2 separate regions of the Sus scrofa genome follow, and region 2 is linked to region 1. Evidence: chromatin contacts called from public Hi-C data. All regions are on one chromosome and are shown on one strand. The core of a region is the stretch at or near the end of the contact, and the rest is flanking DNA. Distances in the headings are between cores, read along the strand shown.

What was found. A called contact is a pair of places that touch in the nucleus more often than the background predicts.
Region 2: a contact with region 1 is called in a Hi-C map of skeletal muscle, with 4 times the contacts expected there. The contact joins the enhancer-like site here to the promoter of CXCR4 in region 1. A contact is called at or near these places in 5 of 47 Hi-C or Micro-C datasets (embryonic fibroblasts, epiblast stem cells, fetal skeletal muscle and 1 more) and 2 of 2 datasets of contacts at active chromatin or transcription factors (alveolar macrophages and skeletal muscle).

What each region holds. Positions count from the first base shown.
Region 1 is chr15:15,661,210-15,667,866 of Sscrofa11.1, forward strand. CXCR4 (C-X-C motif chemokine receptor 4) reads left to right here and starts at 2,443. Exons shown (of 2, transcript NM_213773.1): 1 at 2,443-2,457; 2 at 4,451-5,497. The coding sequence starts at 2,443. The coding sequence ends at 5,497.
Region 2 is chr15:15,761,186-15,767,842 of Sscrofa11.1, forward strand. No RefSeq gene overlaps it. Among named protein-coding and RNA genes, the nearest start is that of DARS, 46 kb to the right of the region's middle. Within about 2 kb of position 4,301, at least 54 of the 83 cell types and tissues checked have an H3K27ac peak or open chromatin away from gene starts, as enhancers often do. A contact at or near this core is called in alveolar macrophages, epiblast stem cells and skeletal muscle, where this site is marked.

The DNA.
Region 1 (6,657 bases), core at 1,193-3,692:
TGGTAAAAATCCTATTTCCTTAGAATAAATTTCTATAGGTGAAATCACTGTTCTAAGGTTCCTGCTGAATACAAAGTGTTTTCCACAAAGGATGTCCCAACCCACATTCCCACCAGCCACAAACGAGAGCCAGCTGGTCTCATCAAATCCTGAGACCCAGTATTATCTTTGGAAAGAAAATGTTCAGCCTAATTTGATAGTCTTGAAATAGCATTTCATTGTTCTCTTAACTGTCTTCTTCCTTTCAGATATACCTAAAAGGATCTAAAGGAATCCTCAGATAAAGAAAAGGAACTTTTCTTTTGTCTGCAAAAAATCAACAAATATTTATTGTGCAAGCCATTTTACTCTGAATTTATCCTCTCTCCCCTTTTGGGGTGGTTTTGGGAGATTCCACTTTTCAGGTTTTAGCTGCTATGAAGATAAGCGTTTTAAGGTACATTGCAGCTGACATGCTGGGTCAAAACATACTGATTCTGCCACTACCAAACTTCATGAAAAGTCGAGGAACCTGTCTGAATTTCCAGCCCTTCGGCAGATAGAATGCCTGTCCTACACTGTTTATGAAATTGTGAAGATCCTAAAATTTTATCAATGATTTAATAAGAGTATAAGTGCTTTTAAAACTTTTTTTAAAAAAATTCTACACAAGCTAATACTATGATTGATTTTATCTAGTCATTATTGTGTCCTAAAATGACATTTTCTGAGAGGGTTCCCCTCCTGACTCCAAGATCAGCTTTCAGTAGCTGAGGACCTTTACCCATAAATAAGGGGTCCAGACAAAAGAGAAAAATTATTCTCTGTAGAGAAATTGTTCCCAGCTTACTAATCACTGTCTCTGAAACACCTCTCGATTGAAAGGTTTTATCTGGAAGAAAAGGCAGGCTGTGCTTAGGATCCAGTCTGGGCAAGCCCTCTTCCTGGGACCATCCCAGGGTGGGAGGCGGCCGGGGTCCGAACTGCAATGCAACCACCCTTCGGCCGGCTGAGGCTCACACTTCAGTCCTCTTTGTCACTCCTGCGGTCACCCCCGCCTGCGGTCGCACTATTTCTTGACCCCGCCCCTCACTCGGTCCCCGGCCCCACCCAGGCTCCGCGCCGGCGGGAAGTGGTGCGAGACTGGAAAGCACTGTCTGGGCTCTCACTGCAAACCCCAGGCGGTCTGAGACATCTTTAAGCGTCCAGCTTACACCCCTAGTCCCCCTCGCCCAGTTCTTCAACTTAATTTCTTACCGGTGCCAACTATTATCTCCCTCATTGGGTCGGACGGCAGATGTGGGGTCCGGTAGATATGGATTCAGGTCGGGTATGGAATTCCCGGCCAACCCTGGCATTTCATCTCTGCAGATCTGCTCCCTGTTTCCTTCGCATGGGGGCCTTGTCCTCGGCTTCACCGTTGCATCCCCACTGCCTAGAATAGTGTGAGGCATGCAGTCAGCCCTCACTAAATATCTCTTGACTGAGTGCATGTTGGTAATGATAATACCCACAGGGTGTTGTGAGAATGAATGAGTGATTCTGTGCAAGCGCCTTGTGATTTGTTACAAGAGTATTATTCGCTATTTCCCTTGTAACAAAGCGTATATTCTTCTTCCTTTTTTTCTTTTTTTTTTTTTTAAGAAGGTACTATTCACGAATTGATTACCCGGGAATACACTTCTACTTCTCTATCACAGTCCTCCTCCAGAACAATACCAAATCATCCTACCTTCTAAAAGTGTTGTCTACACCTGACCCTGATACTATTACTGTAGCTGTGCATATCTAGTTATATAGAGTTGTGCTCTAAAGAAAAAAATCATTACTTATTTTATTTCCTGAATGGATTGCATCTGCTGAAAGAGCTGGGAATGGAGTCAGATATTGGATCCAGTGCCAGTATTGCCGCCTACTGGTTGGGTGACTCTGGCAAGTCACTTCCCGCCTCTGTGCCTCAGTGTCTCCACCTGTAGCCTTCCGAGGACTAGAATACCATCTTCGTGAGCAAGGATGGACGCGCCACACAAGGACGCGTCTGTCGCCCGCGCTTTCGACCTCCCTCCAGGCGCATCCTGCTTTTACAAGTTGGGGCACGCTTCTCGGATGCCCGCCCCAGCCGGAGATTCACGAGGTGATGTTGAGCCAGAGCTTACAGCAGCCGCTGCGGGGCCTCCCAGGATTATCCCACCCGGGCCGCCTAGGTGCATACCCCCTTGCCCCTCCCTCGCACCCTCCTCCCCCCTGCCCCTGGTGTACCGTTCTCCGGCTCCACCCCGCCTTTCTCCCCGCCCCGCCCTCCCGCCCACCGCTCAGCGCATGCGCCGCCCACAAAGCGTGTTTTTATAAAAGTCCAGCTTTGGCCAGAAACTTCAGTCTGTTGGCTGCGGCAGCAGGTAGCAAAGTGACCCTGAGGACTTGAGTGCTCCGGTAGCCCCCGCGGCTGGAGAGTGAGCAGTTACCATGGACGGGTTCCGTGTAAGTCCAGTTTCAACCTGCTTTTTCTTAAACATACAAACACTTGAACTTAGAGTGCAACCCCTCTCCAAACGGGCAGAAGCGACCCGAGTATTGGAGGTGCCCGTGCCCGGGAGGAGGGTCATGGAAAGGAGTTTTACTGCGCCTGGCTATGGGAGGGGGTGGGGTGGGTATTGGAATCTTTTTCTCTTGGATTAGAGGAGAAAAGATTGGAACGACCGTTTGGGTGGTTGCATGTATCTCCCGCTTGAGTTCCACGGCGCGCGCCGGGCTTGCACACTGTTTGCAAACATAAGAACATTTTGTGCACAAGTGCAGAGAAGACACTCGCGCTGCCCGGGGACTCAGACCATGGGTCCCTTCCTCAGGAGAGCGGGGATTTCTTTGGAGCCAATTACATTATCTGAATTTGAAGGTGGAGGGCGGCGCGTCCGGGCTGAGTTCCCAGAGGGAGCCGGCGCCCCTGGTTATCTTAAGGCAAAGGCTCCTGGGGACCCCTCTTGGCGTTGGGCGCGTGTTCGCTAAATTCTGCTGTCGGCGGAGCTGTGCCAGTGCCCAAGCACTGAGTAGAAGGCGGGAAAGGCGAAAGGACGCCGCAGCAGGGTGGCCCGGAGCAGCGCGTGCGCCTTGGGATTGAGGGCGTCGCAAGCACAGTGGGCCCCGGGGTTCTGGAGTTTGGGGTTGTGCAGAAGTTGAGGTAGTTTATAGTCGAGGCAGCGGTCACAGTGCAGCAGCGCCCCTAGGAGTGCGGGGCGGGGGCTGGGAGGGCACCTGCGCTGCCGGTAGTTGTGGCGTAGACAAGGCAGGTGCAAGTGGGAAGACCGTTTGGCTCTCACAGAGATGAGCTGCACCAATTAACCGTCGGTGGTTTCCTGGAGCCCTTTGAAAAGCGAGACTTTTCGTTTCCCCCAGCGGCGCGCGATTCAAAGGCTCCCGCGGCGGAGCCGCCCAATCTCTCGGCGGCACCCGGCGTGCTGCAGGCCAAACCGCTGGAGCCGCAGACCGCCAGCGGTGGGCATCGTGGAGGTCCGGAGCTGGACCATCTGGTCTCCAGCGCGTCCTCCGCCTGGAGGCTTCCAGCTGCAGACTTCCCACTCCATTAACTGGATCATTGACAGGGTGGGAAGAGCCCCGGGAGGGTGAGGAAATGAAACTTGGGGCGAGGACCACGGGTGCAGACCCCGTGACTTTCTCCTCCCATTAAAATGCTGTGCTCCCTAACGTCCCAAACGCGCCAAGCGATAAACAAGGGTTTGGCGGAGAGACCCACGCCCCTGAGTAGCGCCGGCCGTAGTGGGGGTTACCCACTTCTGACACCCCTGCCCCCAAGCACCAAAGCCGGTCGTTTAAGATCGCAGTGTTCTCCTTCCCCACTACGGGTTACTTGAAGTACAGAAGGGTGTTTGTGTTTAGAGAGTCGTGGAGAAAACAAAGCTTTGTGTTTTAGAATAAGAATCTTTGCCCCCGCCCGGTCCCAAGAGCTTCTTCCTCCCCTCTTCCCTGTCCTGATGAAACTCTTAGAGAAGTTAATCCCATGTCCTTAGAACACAAGATTCTACCCAACTCCCACCCACTCGCCCCCACCACCACGCCGCTAGGAGTGGCCTCTTTGTGTTTTGTTTTGGTTTTTTCCTCCCAAGGTTTTTTTCTTCCTTCTAGTGGGCGGGGCAGAAGAGTTAGCAAAGATGGGACTTTGAAACCCTCAGAATTTCAGCACCCTTTTGTTTAAACAAAGAACTTTGTAATTGCTTTTACTAAAGAGGGATTTAATGAAGCGACTCTGGGAGAAGATGGGAGGAGAGATGTAGGAGACCAGAAAAATTCCCTTGTGCCCTTACCCCTGTACTTTAGTAGAAGCAGAATTTCTTGAAGAAGGCTGGGCTGAGTTGCTTTTTATAAATTGGCTTTTTAAAATACCAGAAACATTGTGTTGAACTTGGAGAATGCCTGCTGAACTTGAAAGTGAATGTCCATTCCCTTGCCTCTTTTTCAGATATTCACTTCAGATAATTACACAGAGGATGACTTGGGCTCAGGTGACTATGACTCCATAAAGGAACCCTGTTTCCGGGAGGAAAATGCCCATTTCAACCGAATCTTTCTGCCCACTGTCTACTCCATCATCTTCTTAACTGGCATAGTGGGTAATGGATTGGTCATCCTGGTCATGGGTTACCAGAAGAAACTGAGAAGCATGACGGACAAGTACAGACTGCACCTGTCTGTGGCAGACCTTCTCTTTGTCCTCACACTTCCCTTCTGGGCAGTTGATGCCGTGGCAAACTGGTACTTTGGGAAGTTTCTGTGCAAGGCAGTCCATGTCATCTATACTGTCAATCTCTACAGCAGTGTGCTCATCCTGGCCTTCATCAGTCTGGACCGGTACCTGGCTATCGTCCATGCCACCAACAGTCAGAGGCCAAGGAAGCTATTGGCTGAAAAAGTGGTCTATGTCGGCGTCTGGATACCTGCCCTCCTGTTGACTATTCCTGATTTCATCTTTGCGAATGTCAGGGAGGGGGATGGGAGGTACATCTGTGACCGCTTCTACCCCAATGACCTGTGGTTAGTGGTGTTCCAGTTTCAGCACATCATGGTTGGCCTTATCCTGCCGGGTATTGTCATCCTATCTTGCTATTGCATCATCATCTCCAAGCTGTCCCACTCCAAGGGCTATCAGAAGCGCAAAGCTCTCAAAACCACCGTTATCCTCATCCTGGCTTTCTTCGCCTGCTGGCTGCCATACTACATCGGGATCAGCATCGACTCCTTCATCCTCCTGGAAATCATCCAGCAAGGGTGTGAGTTTGAGAGCACTGTGCACAAGTGGATTTCCATCACTGAGGCCCTTGCCTTTTTCCACTGTTGCCTGAATCCTATCCTCTACGCTTTCCTTGGAGCCAAATTTAAAACCTCTGCCCAGCACGCACTCACCTCTGTGAGCAGAGGGTCCAGCCTAAAGATCCTCTCCAAGGGAAAGCGGGGTGGACATTCTTCTGTTTCAACCGAGTCAGAGTCTTCGAGTTTTCACTCCAGCTAACACTGATGTAAAAGACTTATATACATGAAAGAACTTTTTTTTTAAGTTACACATTTTTTCAGCTATAAAAGACTGACCAATTCTGTACAGTTTTTATTGACTGTTGGATTTTTTTTCTCATGTTCCTTTAGTTTTTATGAGGTTTAATTGACTTATTTATATATTTTTTTGTTTTGTGTTGATACGTGTCTAGGCAGGACCTGGTGGCCAAGTTGTTAGTTGCTGATTTGTAGGACTGTAGAAAAGGGAACTGAACATTCTAGCGTGTGTAGTGAATCACTTAAGCTAGAAACGATCCTCAGCTGTTTGTGCATAAATAATCTCTCCATTCCGATGGAACATTTTTTTTCTTGTCCTTAAATTGTTTGGTTGCACTAGGTGATTTTGCTGTAGAAGGTGTAACTTATAACCAAAGCCTGAAGTGGTATAGAAATGCTGGTTTTTCAGTTTTCAGAAATGTGTTGATTTCAGCACCTGCATTGTACAGTCTTGTATTCAGTTGTTAATAAAAGTACATGATAAACTGATTTAATGTTATGTTCTGATTTCTACTGACATTCCTTTGGCTGGCAGAAGTCAACAATAACAGAAATAGATGCATGTATGGCATGTCAGATCTTGTCCTAGGTATTTTACTTAAACCTTATCACAATTCTATGATAGGCTCTGGTTCTATTATTACTAACATTTTGTGGAGTAGGAAACCAAAGTACAGAAAGCCAAAGTGACTTGTTCAAAGAGAAGTAAGCAAGCACAACCAATATTTCAAACCAGGTAAAGGGATTCAATATCTGAAGCCCTAACCATTTTTTTTTTTTTTTTAAGGGCTGCACCTGCAACATATGGAGGTTCCCAGGCTAGAGGTTCAATAGGAGCTGTAGCTACTGGCCTATGCCAGAGCCACAGCAATGCTGGATCCAAGCCTCATCTGCAACCTACACCACACTTGTGGCAATGCCAGATCCTTAACCCACTGACCAAGGCCAGGGATCGAACATACATCCTCATGGATGCTAGTTGGGTTGGTTAACCACTAAGCCACAACGGGAACTCCTGAAGACCTAACCACTCTTAACTCATGGAAGTTTAGAAATGGCCAGACAGTACCTATTCCCATGATAGATAATCTTCTTGAAGGATAAGTATGCGTAAAGAAGAAA
Region 2 (6,657 bases), core at 3,051-5,550, 100 kb after region 1:
CTGGAAACATTTTTGATGTTCACAACCTGGGGCGGGGGGGTGTTGATACTGGCATCCAGTGGGTAGAGATCAGAGATGCTGCTAAACATCCCGCAGACACGGAACAGCCCTTTCACAGCAAAGAATTATCATGTCCAAAATGTCAATGATGTCTAAATTGAGATACTCTGAACTAGAAATTTATTTCCTCACATCTGCTTCATGTACATGGACATAGATGTGGGTTAGGATGGTAGAGGAATATATTTATTTGCTCCCTTGTTTCCCCACCCCTCAAAAAAACCTTTTCTCTACCTTTGTATAATTGGTCACCATTTTGCTTTCACCAAAATCCATGGTTTCATCCTGAAAAATGCCAAGGGTCATTTTTAGCACAAAACAAATGTTTCCCTTTTCCAGGAGCCAAATGGTCCATGCTAATTTTTCAAGTGTTTCAACTTTTTTTTGATGAATTGAGGTTCTTTTCTAGCTAGTAAAGAAAAACAACATAGATAATGGTCTCTGCAGCTGTTGGGAGGTTTGTGTTTTGTGACGGTTTTTTTTGTTTTTTGTTTTTTGTTTTTGTCTAGATTAGCTGCCCTGGCTACATTAACTCATGCACTTGACCAAGTAAAATGTTTCATTCCTAAAATAGGGTCGTCAAATAAACCAGACCAACTTGGAAGGAAACACAAAGCCATGGGAAAGAAGATAACGCTGACCACCCAATCACCTCTTTTCCAGAAGAATCAAAGCCTTACAATGCCAAGGCCACCTGCTCAAGTCCAGGAAAAGAAGCACTGGAAGAAAAAGAAATTCTGATGAGGATGCAATGATAGGTCAACCTAGAAACAAGTTGCAGGGCCAAAGGAGGCCACATTCTTTTGCAGTAACTACTCGGGATAACCATGCCCCCAAATAGAGGCATTTGCCTGCCTTCTGTTAAAAGCATCAAAAGATAACCCATATCCTTTACAGAGTTCACAGCCCTATTCTACTCAAAAAGAAGATAGCTCCATTTCCAAGAATGTTCGAGTCTGGAAGCAGAATAGCCTAAATGACCAATAAGTCCCTTAGACTTAAAACACATTTGCATTCCATGTGTCCGTGTTACAGTGAATATTGTATGAGGGGGAAAGCCAAGCCTTTGCCAAAAACCATATATGCTTTCTGGTGGAATGAACTTGAACTTATATTTGTTGTTGTTGTTGTTGTTGTTTTAGGGCCGCACCTGTGACATAGGGGCCCAGTCGGAGCTGTAGCCACCGGCCTACACCACAGCCACAGCAACACGGGATCCGAGCTGCATCTGCAAACCTACACCTCAGCTCACAGCAACACCTCATCCTCCACACACTGAGCTAGTTCAGGGATTGAACCTGAGTCCTCATGGATGCTAGTTGGATTCCATAACCGCTGAGCCACGATGGGAACTCCCTGAACTTAATTTAGGCAGATAGGTGGATCCTCTGCCCAAAATAGCTTTTCCAGTGTTTATCACAAAGCCCACCATTAGCCATCCATCCTCCTTACTAATTACACGCCAGCTATGTAAGGAAGTGTGGTTTTTCACACTTTGAGATTCTGTTTCCTGGCCTCTTTCCCTTTATCATGCTCCTCCTCACTCTCATCCCCACTCTGGTACTCCCTTTCTTTAAGATTAGGCTTAGGTATCATTTTTAGGAAAATTCACTTATGACCCTACTCTCACCCTCTTTCTGTGTTTCTATAATAACCAATTAATATCAGCATGATTATATATAGACATTTTCCCATCTATTCACATTTCCAGTGGATATCAAATGTTTAGTGAGCAAAATATTCACTTGAGGAATTTGTTAAAAATACATATTTCCCTCGCCTTATTCAGAGATTTTTTGAGTCAGTAAGTGTGGGGTAGGCTCAGGAGATTATATCTGTAAATAAAACCTTCCCTAGTGATCCTGATGCTGGTGTACACCAACAACACTGGAGAACTCCACCTTGTCTGCATCCCAAGCCCCTTGACAATTGAGGCTAGAAGCCATCTTTAATTCTTCTTCATATCCCCAGTCTCGATCCAGAAACAATCCATGGCCCAGGGAAAGTCAGTATTTCAAAAAGTTGTTGAGGAGTGCCCTGGTGGCTCAACCAGTTGAATATCTGGCATCGTCACTGCTGTGGCTCTGTTTACTGCCTTGTCGATCCCTAGCTGGGGAACTTCCACATGCCAAGGTACAGCCAAAAAAAAATCCTTAAAACAAGAAGTTGTGAATAAATGAGTTCTGAAACATCTCTGGTTGAAAAAACAAACATAAAATAAATTCTTTTTGTGGAGTAATTGTGAGTGCATGGCCAAGAAAAGAAATTAGATGATAGGAGTGATGGAAAATCCCTGAAGTCAATTTTCCAGTTGCCTCATATATTTTGCCAAGAGACCTTCCTGCAAATCTCTTCTTCTTTTTCAGCATCACCCCCCTTTACTGGGCTTCCTTCTGCCCACCATGCCTGGTGTTACACCAATCAGCTATCTATGGGATTTTATATCATATTTATATTGCATCCCACGCCCCTCTAGTATTGCAGTCAGGAAGAAAGTGTGTGTTAGGTTATATGCCCTTCTGTACTTTCTGATCATTTATTCTTAATTGGTAGTGCCCAACCTGTGATAGAATGTTTTAAATCTAAATTTGAAAGACGACCGGGAAAGGTTCTTATAATATGCCAAAGACAAGAACAGAGAGTAGTCTGTGTTCAAACAACCAGTAAAATCAGGACAAGAATATAGATCTTGGTTTGTAAAGTAAAGCTGTGTGTGTACTCTATTTGGTATAGATGTTAGCCATGCTAGGAAAGAAAAAAAAGAAGTGTGTATGTACATATGTGGGTGTGCGGTTACAAATGAGCTTGCCAAGAATTTTCTAGTTTCTTATTAGAGTAAAATGGGTTTGATTCTTTGTCTTGGTGTCTCCCATCCTAATTCAATGGGAGCTGAAAATATTCTTCACCCAGCCCTCAGGGTGAAAGAGTTCTGTGCTACAGAATGCTATTTTGTTTTCAGGCTGTTTGATATTAATGGCTTGATTACCAATATGGTGGTGTAGCAAGGAGTTTCATTTGGGGAAGTTTTAGTACTGTATGTCAATGAATACTAGAAAAATATTCTTTTATGTCTCTTACACATACACACACAACTCTGATTTTCCCACTCCCCTTAACAAAGCCCTTTTCAAACACTCCCTCTAAAAAGTGTGCCATTTAAATAAGTTTAAACGAATTTATTTATTTTGGGATAATCTTAGGTTTACAAAAAAAAGTTGAAAAGAAAGTACAGAGAGTTCTCATATATCCTTCATCAATTTTTTGTAATGTTAACATCTTTCATAATCTTGGTCCATTTGTCTAAACCAATGATGACAAACATAGCAGCCTGCTGGCCAAATTCAGCCTGCTGCCTGTTTTTGTAGAGGCTGCAAGCAAAGAAGAGTTTTTATATTTTTAAATGGTTGAAAAAAATCAAAAGAATAATATTTCATGACACATGAAAAGCATATGAAATTCAAAATTCAGTATCCTTAAAAATTTTTATTGGAATATAGCCACACCCATTATTGTACATATTGTCTATAGACCCTTACCACTATTATGGTGGAGTTGAATGGTTGCACCAAGAGACCATAGAACCCACAAAGCCCAAAGTTTTACTTTCTAGTCTCCTATAGAAAAGTTTGCTGACTCCTAGTCAAACCTAAGAAATTAACATTGCTACATTACTGTTAAATAAACCACAGACTATTCATCACTAGTTTTTCCACTAATGTTTCACGATGCAATCCAGGATACCATATTGCATTTAGCAAACACTTTTTGTATAGTGAGAGTCTGTTTAACCACCAGGTGCACGATCCTACTTTGGAAAATATTTCAGCTAACAAATGAATTTCAGCTGGCCATTTGAACAGGGTTTGTTTTGTTGTTTGTTTGGGATTGTTTACATGTTTTACACAATAGGCAGACAATTTAATGCAACATCTGGGCTAGGAATGCTGTGAACTTGAAGATGGAGGAAAAGCTATATTTGTTCAAGCAGTCCACGTGCGGCGGACCAAGGCAGGATACCAACTTGGACCCTTCAGAAAGGAGGCTCCCAGTGTTCCTCTGTGTACAGTGTGAGGCCTTCCCCTGGCCACATGCAATCCCCGACCCAGCTCCCTATCCTTTGTTTCCTCTTCTCCCAGCCTGGCCTGTGAACACCGCGGCTCTCCCTTTCACCCACTACCTCGGCTTTCAATGGGCTCCACAGGCACAGGCGGGCGGCGTCCGGTTGCCGGGCAACGGCCTGAGAGGCAGCACACGATGCCGCCAGGGCCGAGACACATCCGCACCAGCCCGTCTGCGCCTTGAGCCTGTGGCCTGATTTCTCCCTCTCCATTGTTGTAGCTAACACAAAAGGCTACAACTCCAGTATAGTCACGGGGGCTGCATTAAATTACGCGCCAGGCCGTTCTTCGGGCCAGAGTCTTTGTGACTGCGATGCGTGCCCTCTCGGTGCCAGAACTCAGAGTCTGTGACAGGCAGGCTGAAGCGCTTCGCAAGCGTGGGCGAGTCCTCTCCCTCCCTCCCTTCACCACATCCGCCCACCGACCGCCTTTGTTCCTTTCAGCTGGCTGCCAGGCTCTCGTTTGCCTTTTGGCTGGTGTGAGATCACTCCAGCGGCGGTCTTGGGCATTCCTCCCCACTTGCTTCCTTCTCTCCCACGTTTAGCGCCCATCTAAAAAAATCCCAGGCCTACTTGGTCATCTTTTCTTATCTCTTTCTCAACCATCCTCCACTCCCCCATCCTCTCTCTCTCTCTCAAGTTTTTGAGGCTGCTGTTGCCATGGCATTCAAATAACTTAGGAGATGAAGGGAGATTTTCTTCCGTGTCTGCCAAACGCCCCAAACTTCAGGGGCCGAAGTCAGCCTGAGTCGCTGGGATTTGCCAGTGCTCCCATGTCCTCCAGTCTGAAGAGTTACATTTAACTCACCACCTCTATACCTTGATCCACTGTTCAGCATCGTGTTTGGATTTGGGAAAGTTTGGTATTGAATTGGGAAGAGAATTTTTAAGTCATGCTTAGAAGCACTTGCACATAAAAGCTGGAGGGGGGGTCTCCTCCCAAGGAAAAACATTGTAAGACCTGAAAGTATTTTTCTTCAACAGTGTAACATGGACAAAGTGTATCATATTAGCTATTTGATACCAGTTCTTATTTGCTGATTTGCTGAGGGAGAAGTTCACGAAGGTAACACTAACCTTTCTGCCTTTTTTAAAAATCCTATTAGGTGAAATGCCTGCTGTTCAGCTGGGGTTCCCAGGTGTGGGCTACCCCCACAGTGCTTTCTTCTGCCAGGGGAAATCTCAGCACACTGGCTTCTAACAGTGTGGGAATCCAGGTATACCTTGCACCTGAAGCCTCTTACCATCTTTGTGTTTCTATATTCCCACTCCCTTCTCAATAATAGTCTGCTAAAACACAGCCATGATGAAATAAGTTTGGTCTGTCTTGAGAGGGATTTAACTACACAGCTACAACTTATTTTTAATGCAGAATTCATTATTAAATAAAATTCCACATTTTATTTAATGTGGAAGAGAGAGAGCAAAAACTGTATATTTTTTAATGTATTTTGACTTTTTCAGTTTCCTGATGTTGAACTCCAGCTACCATAAGTAATCAAGCAGGGGGGTGATGTACAACTATTTGTCAGCTGAGGTGGCACAAGCATTGAGCCCTCTGAACAACCTAGCAATGAGCATGGACCCTGGCTGGTAGCCTCCATGGGTATGAGCCCACAAAACACCACCACTGACACCCACTAGGATCACAACAAATCCATGCCAGGCACTTGAGTGAGGGTGAAGGAAGTGCCAAAAGGCAAAACATTGTCTTTCCCTCAAGGTATTTATTAATTGGTTTTAAAAAATTAAACCAGGATAGATGAAATGATACTGATTGATAGAAGACAATAAAATTAACTATTCATAGCTTGGGATTTTTCTTTGTAATAACAAGAGCTAAATTTTTTTTTTTTTTTTGTCTTTTTGCTATTTCTTGGGCCGCCCCTGCGGCATATGGAGGTTCCCAGGCTAGGGGTCGAATCGGAGCTATAGCCACCGGCCTACGCCAGAGCCACAGCAACACGGGATCCGAGCCGCGTCTGCAACCTACACCACAGCTCACGGCAACGCCGGATCGTTAACCCACTGAGCAAGGGCAGGGACCGAACCCGCAACCTCATGGTTCCTAGTCGGATTCGTTAATCACTGCGCCACGACGGGAACTCCAAGAGCTAAATTTTTATAATTCTATGAAATTATTGGTACTAGGAGTTCCCATTGTGACTCAGTGGTAATGAACCCAACTAGTATCCATGAGGAGGTGGGTTCCATCCCTGTCCTCACTTAGTGGGTTCAGGATCTGGCCTTGCTGTGGGCTGCAGTATAGGTCTCAGACACGGCTCAGATCTGGCCTTGCTGTGGCTATGGTGTAGGCCAGCAGTTGCAGCTCTGATTCAACCCCTAGCCTGGGAGTTTTCATATGCCATGGGTGTAGTCCTAAAAAGAAAAAAAAAAAAAAAAGAAATTAATGGTCCTATTATTCTCCCCATTTTACATATATGGAAATATCAAGAATTATAAGGGATTTCTTTCTCCAG